2 separate regions of the Canis lupus genome follow, and region 2 is linked to region 1. A link is a contact called in public Hi-C data. All regions are on one chromosome and are shown on one strand. Each heading gives the region's core, a stretch centred on a gene start, on an enhancer-like site or on the middle of the called end of the contact. The rest is flanking DNA. Distances are from core to core; before and after follow the strand shown. Region 1 holds the start of PITPNC1 (cytoplasmic phosphatidylinositol transfer protein 1). Region 2 overlaps PITPNC1 (cytoplasmic phosphatidylinositol transfer protein 1).

Region 1 (6,494 bases), core at 1,132-3,631:
GCTCTCCCTCTGCTGCTCCCTCTGCTTGTGCTCTCTCACTATCTCTCCGTCAAATAAATAAAATCTTAAAAAAAAAAAAAAAAAAAGGAAACATCTAGGAAGCTGGGAACATACCTACACACTTTTGAAGTCCTGTGTGCATGCATATGTACATGTGGCTTGCCAGTACCTTGCCTAGCTGCCTTTGGGAAGAGGATTAGGTGCCAGAAGCGAAACCACTACACTTGTTGTCAAGTAAGAAGTAGGAAAAAAGGGAAAAACAGCTTGAGCTTCTTCCCGTATCACAGGCTTTCGATGTGTTATTATTCACCACTACAGTGTCAGATTTAGATTTTCCACCTCGAGGAATTCGGTTTAGCTTTAATTAGTTGCTGTGAATATATCTGAGCCAACTCTGGGATGCATTTATCTAGAAAATAGTTTTCACTAAAATATAAGCTGGGTATAGGGTGGTTGTTTTTCTATGAGGCTTTGTATCATGTTCACAGTTATGAATTCTCTCCAGCCATCTGGGTGCTTTTTGCCACAACCCACCACAGTTACACCGGTTATCTGTTTATTAATCATAATTTTAAATACTATAGTATCGAGACCATCTGCAGCACCATCCAAGCTCGGCGAGTAGCTGCAGGGCCGCAGAGCACACATATTTTTCTGAGAAAAGATGATGCTTGCAGGTTCTTCTGCATAGAGGCAAAACGATGCATTTTTCATCCAGCAACTTTTCAGAAAAACAAGCTTAAAAATACCAGACAAATGAAAAACAGACTTCAGCAGTTACATGCAGCTTCCTGAGTAAGTGAAAAATGTGCCTCTTGTGGTTAAAATGAGGGATCTGTTTAATATGGATGAAGTACCAACACTCCAGGCATTTTCATTGACATTTCACTGTGACTTTTTGAACTTAGGAGTGGTGACAGGCAAGCCTACTCTGGCAGCCCTGCGGAGCGGGCGGTGGGACAGCAGCGCAGGCCAGGAGAGGTACAAGGCTGTGTCCGCTTCTCGCTCCCTCTGTTTTCCTGTGCTCTCTGTACTTCATTTTCTTCCTCGCTTTTGCACTTGCCAGTCGTCCAGGATTCCATCTCTGAAGCCAGCCAGGAAAGCAGGCAAGGCTGGGGGCTCGTGCTCCCACAGCCCGTCGCCTCTCCAGCGCTGGGCTTGCAACCCTGGACCAGAGGGGGCGTTTGTAACAAGACCTTCTGCAAAGGTCAAGACACGCTTCTTTCGGTACCTGGAAGCCAGAAGCCACCCAGAGGGGCCGGGCGGGGCACATCTGAGAAACAGACCCAAAGGGTCCAGGCGGGCAGGGAAGCGGGCCCCCCTCCCCCGCCGCCCCCGCCGCCCCCGCCGCCCCCCGGCCCCCTCGCTCGGTCCTCCCCGGCGGCCCCCAGGCTCAGCTCCGGGACAGCCCCGCCGTCTGGCAGGAGCCGGGGAGAGACATGCTGTTTTGTTTAAATCCTCCACATTCTTTGCCATTTCCCCATTGGCCGGATGGGGCTACCCTCCCCGCCGCGGCCGCTGCTGATGTCAGCCCGGCTGGCGCTCGCTCCTCCCGCACCCACCTCCCCGGCCCGAGGCACACTGCAGCTCGGCGCGGACTCCCGGGCCCGGCGCGGCGGCTGCAAACTCGCGGGCACGCACGGCGCTCGCCGAGCCCGGGCACTCGGGGGAGGGAGGGCCGTGCGCGGAAGGCGCCGCCTCCTCCCGCCCGCCCCGGCCGCCGCGAGCCCCGCTCGGAGCAACCCGCGGCCCAAGCCCGGCGCAGCCGAGCGGCCGCGGCTTCCCTTTCCTCCCGCCGCGAGCCCCGGCGCGCCTCGCGGACGGGCCCTAAAAAGAGCAGGAAATCTTGTTTACCGCCCGGGGAGAAGAGCCGGCCGAGCCTTTGTCTGGAAAGTCAGCATCTCCGGCTCCGGCTGCAATGGGCTCCTGGTGACATTCGCCTTCGGGCAGACCCGCCGGAGCGGGGGTCGCCAGGTTCAGGCGGCCCGAGGCGGGGGACTTTTTGTGCATTTCGTCTTAATTTTCGGAAAGCTCTCTCTTTTCCTCCCTTGCCCGCCACCGGGCATGTCCTGATCCGGCGGCCGCTCCTCCCGCCCGGGGCCGCCGATCCGAGCGGTTTCCAGCGGGTCCCCCTCCCGCCCTCCGCGGTCCCTCCCTGACTTTGCAACAGCGCGTCCGGGAGGACCGGCCCCGGCGAGGCAGGAGGCGGGGAGCCCCGGACGCCCAGACCCGAACCTTGACATGCTCGCGGGCGGAGAGGAGGAAGCCAGGAGCTGAGCGCGCCGCCGGGGCTGCTCCGCCCGCCGGCTCCGAGCGCAGGGCTCCGGGCGCCCTGCCCCGCGCCTGGGCGGCAGCCTCGCCCTTCGGGGGCGCCCCCCGCCCCCGCCCCCGCCCCCGCGCCCGCGCCGGGGGCCCGCGGCCGGCAGGACCATGCTGCTGAAGGAGTACCGGATCTGCATGCCGCTCACCGTGGACGAGGTAAGCGCCGCCGCGCCGGGCCCGGCCTCGCCCCCCCCCCCCCCCCGCCCCGGGGCGCCGAGGACCCCGCCGCAGCCTCTGGTCGGCGGAGCCTCCGCGGGCGGCGGGGAAGCCCTGCGGGAGCACTACCTCCCGAGTGGAAGGCTGGAGGGGGGGAGTTGCTGTCTCCACTTGTCACCCCAGCGGGGGAGGGCGGCGTTGGGTGGGGCGGTGGACTCTAGGTGGAGTCTTGGGGGGGCACCCAGAGCCAAAGGGAATCGGTGCGCCCCCCCCTCCTCCAATTAAGAAAATGAACAGAGCAAAGCCAAGCGCCCCAAGCGCGTCCTGCCGGCTTGGGGTGGGGTGTGTGTGGGGAGCGGCACCCGGTCCTGGCGTGGGCCCCGGCTCCCCTCCCGCCCTTCGCTGCAAGGTCTGGGTTGGGTAGGGGAGAAGCCTTTGCCCTCGGGATCGCCAGGCCCGGAGTCCCGCTGGGGGGCACCTCGGAGCCCTAGGGCAGCCCTCCCCGGCCCGGACTTCTCGCCGTCGCCGCCGGCCTGGGCGCCGCTCCCGCCACGCCCGCGCATCGAGGCTCCCAGACCTGGCTTCGACCTTTCCGCAAACCGCCTGGCTCGGAAACTTTCTGCGTCTGTTGTTTCTCCAGCGGCGGGGAGCGTGGTCTGCGGGCGAGCCGGGAGCGGCGGGGACGCGGGCGCGGCCACACGGGGGCGCCCCAGCACGTGGGTGCCGGCCCGGGGCTCCGCTCCGGGGGCTGCGGCTGCGGCTGCGGCTGCCGGGCGGGGGGCGGGGGCCGGGGGCCGGGGCGCTGGTCCTCCCACCGCTGCTCCAGCTCCATTCTCCAGATCTCCCGAAGCTTCAGGCTCCATCATTCAGGAAATGACTCAGTGAGGAATATTCAGGCCCCAGCATCCCCCCCACCCCTACCTTTTTGGTGTTTTCACAATTGCTTAGCGCCCGTCCAGGGACGTCAAGGAAGCGTGAAGCCAATCGGGGAAATTTGAGACTCACTAGTGTGGGTTAGTGTGCCCCACCAAAGAGACTGCGAGCCAAACCGTGTGTCTATTTAAATACAGAGCATCTAATCTATCAGGTATATTAGTGAGCCTCTGGCTTGTGGAAGGGGCGAGGCGCTTTGGGCAAGAAGCAGGTATTTAACAGATAAAGGGACTGCGCTCCCGAGGGGCCCGTCTTAATCTGTCATCTGGAGCAAGTGTTGAGGCAGGACCCATAGTACAATCCAAGGCAAGATACAAGTAGCTGCGAGTTGACAAAACTATACATCCCCGGGACACTGGTTGTCAAAGAGAGAGGTCAGGCCCCCACCAGAATGATCCACCTGGCTGGCGATGCTGCCTGTTGGCATTTGAGGAGATAACGTTGGAGCAGAGTCTGGAAGGATGGAATGAATCCGGGTGGATAGGCAGTTTTGGGGGATGCATCTCGACCGTGTCGATCAAGTGGAGGAGCAGCACACAGCTGTGTGGGAAGTGGGGGAGGCAGATGAGTGAACCTGGTTAACCAGAGTAGTTCTAGAAAAGATTGAGATCTTCCCACCCTGGGCAGCTGAGCTGGAGCAGTGCAGCCTGGAGATGTGTGTGCTTTTTCATCTCTCCCCCCAGTGACTTTATTTATTGATAGGAGTTTGGAATCTAGGCGCAGTGTTAGTACTGCATGAAATACCTCCAAAGTGCAGGTGATAGTCAAGAAAACAACCAGTTCTAGAATCTTCTTACTACCTACAAAATCTTTTTACTCTCTTTATTCTGATTGCTTTTTTTCCGCAGGCTTTCCTGAACATTCAGGCACAGCTCTTAAGCCACTTATTGATTTATTTATGCATGCTACTAAAATACCCACCACTTCAGGGAGAAGTAATCACTTTTGAATAATACAGGTGGAGGCCCTTTCTTTTACTTGTTATTTTTTTGGGGGGGAGGGGAGGCCCTTTCTTAATTGGTAAATGAAATCAGGCTCCCCTTGTTAATAGAATATATAATTATAATTTACTTAATGTGCAATTTATTTGGACTAAAGCATGATTCAGTTTCTTTTTTTTAAAAAATATTTTATTTATTTATTCATGAGAGACACAGAGAGAGGGGGGGGGGTGGGGGCTGAGACACAGGCAGAGGGAGAAGCAGGCTCCATTCAGGGAGCCCGACGTGGGACTCGATCCTGGGACTCCAGGATCACGCCTTGAGCAGAAGGCAGACGCTTAATCGCTCAGCCACCCAGGCGTCCCATGATTCAGTTTCTAAAAAAGTTATATTTTGAAGTTAGTTTTCCACTTGGTTAGAAAAACGGTGGGGACAGTTTAGATTGATAGAGGCTTCAAACTGATAGGATTCAGATTTTCCAAGGCAGATGATGGGTGAGGAAACTAGGTACCTCGTGCCAGAGGTTAGATCCCTGGAATCTGACTTGGAGTAAACCCCCAGTGTCCACCATCCACCCCCACCCCCCTACCTTGTACTATGTCCTACTGTCCTTAACATTAAAAACTGGGAAGGAGGGATCTCTGGGTGGTGCAGGGGTTTGGCACCTGCCTTTGGCCCAGGGCGCAATCCTGGAGACCCGGGATCGAATCCCACGTCAGGCTCCCGGTGCATGGAGCCTGCTTCTCCCTCTGCCTGTGTCTCTGCCTCTCTCTCTCTCTCTCTCTGTGACTATCATAAATTTAAAAAAAAAAATTAAAAAAAAAACTGGGAAGGAGCATGAGGCACCAATGTGGTTCCCTGGGTTTAGTGGCTGCCTTTGGCTCAGGTCATGATCCGAGTCCTGGGATCAAGCCCCACATCAGGCTCTGTGCTCAGCTGGAGTCTGCTTCTCCCTCTCCCTCTGCTGCTCCCTCTGCTTGTGCTCTCTCTCTGTCAAATAATTAAAATCTTAAAAAAAAAAATAAAAAACTGGGAAGGGACTTAACAGTGTCTTCAAAGAAGACCATTACCATCACCTTAGTAGGTAGATTCTTCAAAGCCTAACTTTTGCTTCAAGGCTTCATTTGCTTTGGGCCTGATTCCGTCTACACAGCACTTTAGGAATTTGTTTCTGTCTAAACCCCGCAATGAATTAGGAGAGCCCATATTTATTTATTTTTAAAGATTTTACCCATTTATTCATGAGATACACAGAGAGATAGAGTGGCAGAGACACAGGCAGAGGGAGAAGCAGGCTCCATGCAAGGAGCCCGATGTGGGACTCGATCCCAGGTCTCCAGGATCATGCCCTGGGCTGAAGGCAGCCGTTTAACTGCTGAGCCACCCAGGCATCCCAAGAGCGCCCATATTTTTAAAAATGACGAGAGTTGGTGAGAGAACCAACCCTGGGTTCATTCTTCTTCCCTGGCCTTATACTTTTTAAAAAAAAAAAAAAAAAGATTTTATTTATTTATTTATTTATTTATTTATTTATTTATTTATTTATTTATGAGAGACAGAGAGGCAGAGGGAGAAGCAGGCTCCACGCTCCGGGTCTCCAGGATCACGCCCTGGGCCGAAGGCAGTGCTAAACCACTGAGCCACCCGGGCTGCCCCCTGGCCTTATCCTATTTAACTCCTGGTGGAGGGGAGCATCAGGGGAACTAGTGTGCTATTATCCACATTTTGCAGGTGTGTAAACTGAGTCAGAAAAGTTAAGTAGGGCAGCCCCTACTTAACATACATCAGGCTCTCTGTATGATGCCTGCTTCTCCCTCTGCCTGTGTCTCTGCCTCTCTCTCTCTGTCTCTATGAATAAATAAATAAAATCTTTAAAAAAAAAAAAAGAAAAGAAAAGTTAAGTAATGTGGGTCAGGTCACCCAACTTGTTAATCGCCAAGCCATAACCAGGGCCATGGTAAAACCCATTGTTTTTCTTTATGCTGCTCTTTCCCTGTCACTGGTATTTAATGCAGGAAAAAGGGGGGAAAAAAAGAAAAAGAAAAAAACAGTTCTTGAAACTAGATAGAGTCAGGACTCTCAACTAAATGAAAAATCAAAGACCTTTTCAATTGTTAGAGAGGGTACTAGAATCTACCATTT
Region 2 (6,494 bases), core at 2,330-4,829, 69 kb after region 1:
CATTGGAGGTCTGAGGAAGCAAAATCAGCTTCCAGAAGTCCCTAACGCAGGGTCAGGAAGCACCATAGGAGAAGCTACCTGAATATGTATTGGTGGTAAAAATGAAAAACATAACTTATGTGTTCATATAAGCAGAGGAAAAAAAAATGTATGGACCTGCATTACCTTCCTTGTGTTCTTTAGTGGTCTGATTATTCATGTAGCCGAGATGTAAAATCTTTTGAGAACATAACATAATAGTTATTCATAAAGGCATTTAGGCTGATGGCTTTCTCAGAACGTCCTGCTGTTCAGGATGGACTTCATTTATATTTCAACGAATTTCTAAATGAGGGAAACAGAACATTTTTCCTTTGATTAATTCATTGGTTTTTTAGTCCTCAAGGACTCATATACTGGTGAACTCCAAAAGGAAGTCAGTAAAGGAAGAATGGTAAATTGGAATTGGAACCGTGGAACTTGCCCCATAAAAATCTTTGAACGCTGTTCTAAATTCAACATCTGAAATATAACGGACTACGCAAAGATTTGTGGAAGCTAATTTAAAAAGCTAATTTAAAATTGTACCAAAGAAGCAGTCTTACGAGGTATATGAAGTTGTTAACTTGTCTTAGACCACTCTTTTACGATTATTGGGGTTTTAAGCTACTTTGCCCAAGACTCCAGTACTTTATTTTATTTTATTTTATTTTATTTTTTTGACTCCAGTACTTTAACTAGCATTACTCCTAGTTAGATCACAGAGGCATGCTTTGCATTCTTGGGCTATTCACTGGGAGTGTGCCCTCTGGGGCTATGATTTTAAAGTTTTATATTATTGGATGTACATATGTCTTAGAGTGATCTCCAGAGGCTGACTTTAAGATGAAGACTTGGGGAGATGATCCTAAGAAGTATTTTCTCCTATGAACAGGGTTTTGACCCCACTTTTTGCAGGAGAAAGACCTGGCATTCTTATGCCCAGGGCCATTTGATTCCTTTCTAAACCTGTTCCTATTGTAGCTGAAAAGGGCTCTGAGGCATCAATCAGATCCCACCCCCCACCCCCCCAACTCCAATTGCTTTTTCTGATGCAAGACTGGAGGAGGAAGGTGTGGAAGATGAGAGAGGTTTCAGTTGTAGATTTTTTCATCTTTACTCTGACCCAGAGTGAATTGGGTGTTAACTTAATGGATGTTGTCATCGAGGCTTTGGAAGTGCTCTGTGATGGCCATTGTAAAATTCTGAATTCTGGAACTCAATAGTGTTCTCTTGCCATACCTGCAAGTCCCTTTAGGGGTTTAATAGGTTTGCTTTGCCTGCACCCAAAATAGATTTGCTCAACAAGTTATTATTATTATTTTTTAAAGATTTTATTTATTCATGAGAGACACAAAGAGAGAGGGGCAGAGACATAGGCAGAGGGAGAAGTAGGCTCCATGTAGGGAGCCTCACGTGGGACTCGATCCCAGGTCTCCAGGATCACACTCGGGGCTGAAGGCGGCGCTAAACCGCTAAGCCACCGGGTCAGGCGCCCTGCTCAACAAGTTATTGTCACTAAGGGTAAACACCAAGCTCTGTATCTTGATGGGAAACTCAAAGTCATTAAAAAAAAAAAAAAAAAAGGCAAATCCACCTACCAGCCACACCTGGGTGCATGTATTTGGGTATTGTGCCCAAATATCTCCATGACCTTAGGAAAAAAAAAAAACCCTGAAGAGGTCAGCCTGACATTCTAGAAAGCTGTCCTTAGAACATACTCTATCCACTAGAAGTGGGCCATTAAATCCAGCCCACAATCAAGGGGAGGTACATTAAGTGCTACCTCCTAGGGTTGGGGGATGATCCAAGAAAGGTTGTTTGGGTATGCTAAAACCACCACAGTTATGAATAAATACTTTCTAAAAGATGCTTTGAGGCCCTGCAAGTATCCTATTTCTCCTTTAAAAACTTTGAACATTCATCAGGGGATCTCGCCTGCAGCTATGATTACTGTAGCGTTGTACTTGTGATTTTCTAGCTCTTTCCTTCCTTCCATGTGTATTACCTGGAATTCTTCTGTAAGGAAGATTTGTCCCTTCTCTTCCATTTATTTATTTATCCAATCATTAAAATTTTTAAAAATTGTTTTAAGATTTTATTTATTCATGAGAGATAGAGAGGCGAAGACATGGAGAAACAGGCTCCCTGTGGGGAGCCTGATGCGGGACTTGATCCCAGGACCCCAGGATCACGACCTGAGCCAAAGGCAGACGCTCAACCAACGAGCCACCCAGGCACCCCTCAATCATTTGTTTAAATCAGTTAGGACTCAGGGTATCTATTGCTTGGGTGAGAGTTTTGTTTTAAGATTTTATTTTTAAGTAATCTCTACATCCAACATGGGGCTTGAACTCATGACCCTGAGATCAAGAGTTCCACACTCTACTGATTGAGCCAGCTAGGTGCCCTGAAAGATGTTTTTGAAATGGGAAAACAGCCTCTCGGAATCAGGTGGAGGGAGTGGTAAGAGTGTAGACGCTAAGGAAGAGCACATGGTGGATGGGGCGAAGTTCCTGAGAAGGTCGGCCGCAATGAGATTCACAGGGGAGGCCTTGGTGACAATGAAGGACACTGTTCTCAAAAACAGGACCAGGAAAGACTGGGATGGCCAATTTTGACGTCAGGAAGGAGTTCCCATTAATTAGCTTTTGTCTTCTCAGTCCAGTGGGAAATTGACTTGTGGAATTTAAATTTTCTTGGCCCAAATTCTTGGCTCTAGAGTGGGGTTTCTCAACCACACCACTATTGACAGTTGGACTGGATCATTCTTGGTTGCGGGGCCTGTCCTGTGCACTCTAGATGCCGGCAGCATCCTTCCTCTGTCCTGCCCCTGACCACCACCATATCTTCAGTACCACCAGATGACCCCTGGGGTAGCAAAGTCTCCCCTGGTGGAGAACCGTTGTTCTTTAGAATTCTAGCAATCCACAGGATTCCTGACCATTACCTTTGAAAGACCAGCACAAGGCATTCAGCTAAGTTCCTGCAGAAAGAACTAAACCGCCCTAGCTTGAACACCCGGCATTGTTGCAGTCAATAAAGAAGGGCCCTGTTTTCTTGGGAATAGCTGATATGCTGAGCACACAAGCCCGATGAATCAAGGGGAAGTGGAGTTTTGCTTCTCAGAGAGTCTTTGGTTCTGAAAAGCGGCGGTTATAGCTTTGCTTCATGGTGGAAGGTTGTTTTGCTTTGTGGTTTCTGCGTGGGCTGGGAGAAGCGACTTCGTTGTTATGTCACCCGGGGACACAGAAGCGTTGCACAGGTGAGTTGCTGAACGCCTATTTGTTCTAACCCCGACGTGACACTTACCCAGCTGGGTACGCATTGGTTGCTGGTGAAGCTATCTCATCAGGGAGCCGAGGATGTCGGGGGCTCTTACTCCTTCACAGCTCTCATGTTGTTATCCGAAGACTTGCATTTTGACCTAATTTTTTTCACCTTCAGTAAGTTTGCAACAAGACACGCATTTCCAACAGCAAACATGACAGGGATTAAGGAACAAAGCCAAGGCTGAGGCTCCAGTGACCTTGTGCGACCGCTGATGCCATCTGTTGGCGGCTGGCAGAACTGATGCCCTTTGGAGTTGTGTTTATTGCACAGAAAGTGGAAAGTTGGCTGCTGAGCACCTTCCTTGCACCCTGGAGCTCTGGATTAGAGAGATGGAACGGGAGTGGAAAGGAAGGGAGCGTGGATTTGCTTTGTAGGTCCTGCATCGGTCGTTAATTGGTGCCAGGAATCCAGATTTGAAAGAATGTTAGGAGGGCTTTTTTATTTTTAAAGATTATTTATTTATTTATTTATTCATGAGAGACAGACAGACAGACAGAGGCAGAGGGAGAAGCAGGCTCCAATGCAGGGAGCCCGATGTGGGACTCGATCCCGGGACCCCATGATTACACCCTGGGCCAAAGGCAGGCGCTAAACCACTGAGCCACCCAGGGATCCCCAGGAGGACTTTTTCCAAAAAATATTCCTTTACTTATTTAGAGAGAGCATGTGAACGGGGGTGGGGAGGGGCAAAGAAAGAGGGAGAAAATCTTGAGCAGACTCCCCACTGAGCGCAGAGCCTGACATGGGGCTCAGTGCAGGGTTTGATCCCACGACCCCTGAGATCACGACCTGAGTTGAAATCAAGAGTCAGGTGCTTAACCTACAGCCACCCAGGTGCGCCTTTAGGAGCACTTTTTTTTTTTTTTTAAGATTTTATTTATTTATTCATGAGAGACCAGAGAGAGACAGAGAGAGAAAGAGAGGCAGAGACACAGGCAGAGGGAGAAGCAGGCTCCATGCAGGGAGCCCGACATGGGACTCGATCCCAGGTCTCCAGGATCATGCCCTCCTGGGCTGAAGGTGGCACTAAACCACTGAGCCACCTGGGCTGCCAAGGAACACTTTTTAAAGGTACTAGCTGGGATGCCTATGAGACTTCAAATCCATTTTTGAGTCCTTTGTCATTTAAGAAAGTTAGTCTCAGGATCCCTAGGTTGTTGCAGCGGTTTGGCGCCTGCCTTTGGCCTAGGGCACGATCCTGGAGACCCAGGATCGAATCCCACATCGGGCTCCTGGTGCATGGAGCCTGCTTCTCCCTCTGCCTGTGTCTCTGCCTCTCTCTCTCTCTCTCTGTGACTATCATAAATAAATAAAAATTAAAAAAAAAAAAAAAAAGAAAGTCTCAAGGCACTGGGCTGGGGAGGGGGGTTGTTAACAGAACAGCAGTGAGGTCCCTAACTAAAGGTCTGTCTGTCTGTCTGTCTCTTTTTTTCTAAGAGTCTCTTCTAGAGAGTTAGCCTGCAGCCATGGGGCCAATACTTGTAGAATTTGATTAGTCAGGGACACTGTTAACTCCTCACTTTAATGAAACAAGCTAACATGCGATCATGTAAAATACTATCATATATTACTTTTTTTTTTCTGTGTGCTTTCAAATTCTGTGTATTTGTTTCTACATCAGTCCATTTTGGCCAGCAACCCTTTTCTGATACAAAACTGAGATTTCCAGATGCTAAGTTTTTTGGGGCCATGTAATGTATCTAGTTAATAATGAGAGCCAGAACCAGTGGGTTCCCAGCCCTGACCATACAGAAGAATCACCTGGGCAACTTAAAAAGAAAATCTGGGGTACCTGAGTGGCTCAGTCTGTTAGGCACTTGCCTTGGGCTTGGGTCATGATCTTGGGGTGCTGGGATCAAGTCCTGCGTCGGGCTCCCTGCTTCTCTCTCTGCCTCTGCCTGCTGATCTGCCTACTTGTGCTCTCTCACTATCAGATAAATAAATACAATCTCTTAAGGGGAAAAAAAAAATCCCTGAGGTTGGCCTCACTGCCGTGGGTACTGATTTCATTGCCCTGGAGAAGGCCTGGCTTGTGGGTTTCCCTTTCTGAACTTCAGTGATTCTGAGCTGTTGCTTCTCTCTCTCTCTTTTTTTTTTTTATTAAAGATTTTATTTATTCATTAGAGAGAGGCAGAGACACTGGCAGGTGGAGAAGCAGGCTCCCTGTTGGGAGCCCGATATGGGGCTCAATCCTGGACCCTGGGATCCCTCCCTGAGCTGAAGGCAGACACTCAGCCACTGAGCTACCCAGGCGTCCCTGAGCTGTTGCTTCTCAAAATGTGGTCAGTATTTGGAAACTTGTTAGAAATGCATGATCTCAGGTCCCACCCCAGACTTTCTGAGTCAATCTGCACCACAACGAGATTCCTGGGGGATCCCCATGTGTGCTGAAGTGTGGCAATGCTAGGTGTTGCCTCTGAAGAGGGGTTTACCGAGCTGCTCATTGGTATCTCCCTTACTCCCCTGAGGATACTTGTTTTCTTTTCTTTTCTTTTTTTTTTTTTTTTTTTTACAATTTTATTTATTTATTCATGAGAGACACACAGAGAGAGAGGCAGAGACACAGGCAGAGAGAAAAGCAGGGTCCCTTTAGGGAGCCTGATGTGGGACTCGATCCCGGGACCCCAGGATCACGATCTGAGCCAAGGCAGATATTCAACCACTGAGCCACCCAGGTGTCCCAGGACACTTGTTTTCAGTTCATTTTTACCATTCAGAAAGCATGGAAGGTTTGGGTGAACTCTACTGAGGCCCCCCGGCTTCCTCCCGCCCTGTGGGTTTCGTGTGCCTCACAGATCGGAGCCACAAGAGAACCTCCCCCGCTGCCCACGCCCAAAGCCTTGCTTACAGTGAGCAGTTCGAGTGTCCTTTCACAGCACCCAATTTCTGGGTGCGTCATGGTGTAATCACCACACCAAGACTCCAACCCTGGGTTGCCCCCGGGCTCTTCCTGCTGAGAGTGATGGCACATCCGAGCCGGGTGAACCCATGATAAGTTCATGTGCTGCTCCTAAGACTCTACCTCTAGCTTAGAAGCTGCTTGTGGTCCAAGGGAGGGAGGCAGTGCCTCTTTTTTCTTTCCTATTTTTCTAAATGTAAATGTTTGTGTTTGGATGTTTTTTTTTTAAAGATTTTATCTAAAA

What was found. Hi-C and Micro-C count contacts between places; a contact is called where the count stands out from the background.
Region 2: a contact with region 1 is called in a Hi-C map of blood, with 2.8 times the contacts expected there. The contact joins the enhancer-like site here to the promoter of PITPNC1 in region 1. A contact is called at or near these places in 3 of 9 Hi-C or Micro-C datasets (amygdala and blood).

The regions. Positions count from the first base shown.
Region 1 is chr9:13,802,330-13,808,823 of UU_Cfam_GSD_1.0, forward strand. It overlaps PITPNC1 (cytoplasmic phosphatidylinositol transfer protein 1), which reads left to right and starts at 2,382. Exons shown (of 9, transcript XM_038546821.1): 1 at 2,382-2,478. The coding sequence starts at 2,431.
Region 2 is chr9:13,869,937-13,876,430 of UU_Cfam_GSD_1.0, forward strand. The region is part of intron 1 of PITPNC1 (cytoplasmic phosphatidylinositol transfer protein 1); the gene reads left to right. Among named protein-coding and RNA genes, the nearest start is that of PITPNC1, 68 kb to the left of the region's middle. Within about 2 kb of position 3,580, at least 2 of the 20 cell types and tissues checked have an H3K27ac peak or open chromatin away from gene starts, as enhancers often do. A contact at or near this core is called in blood, where this site is marked.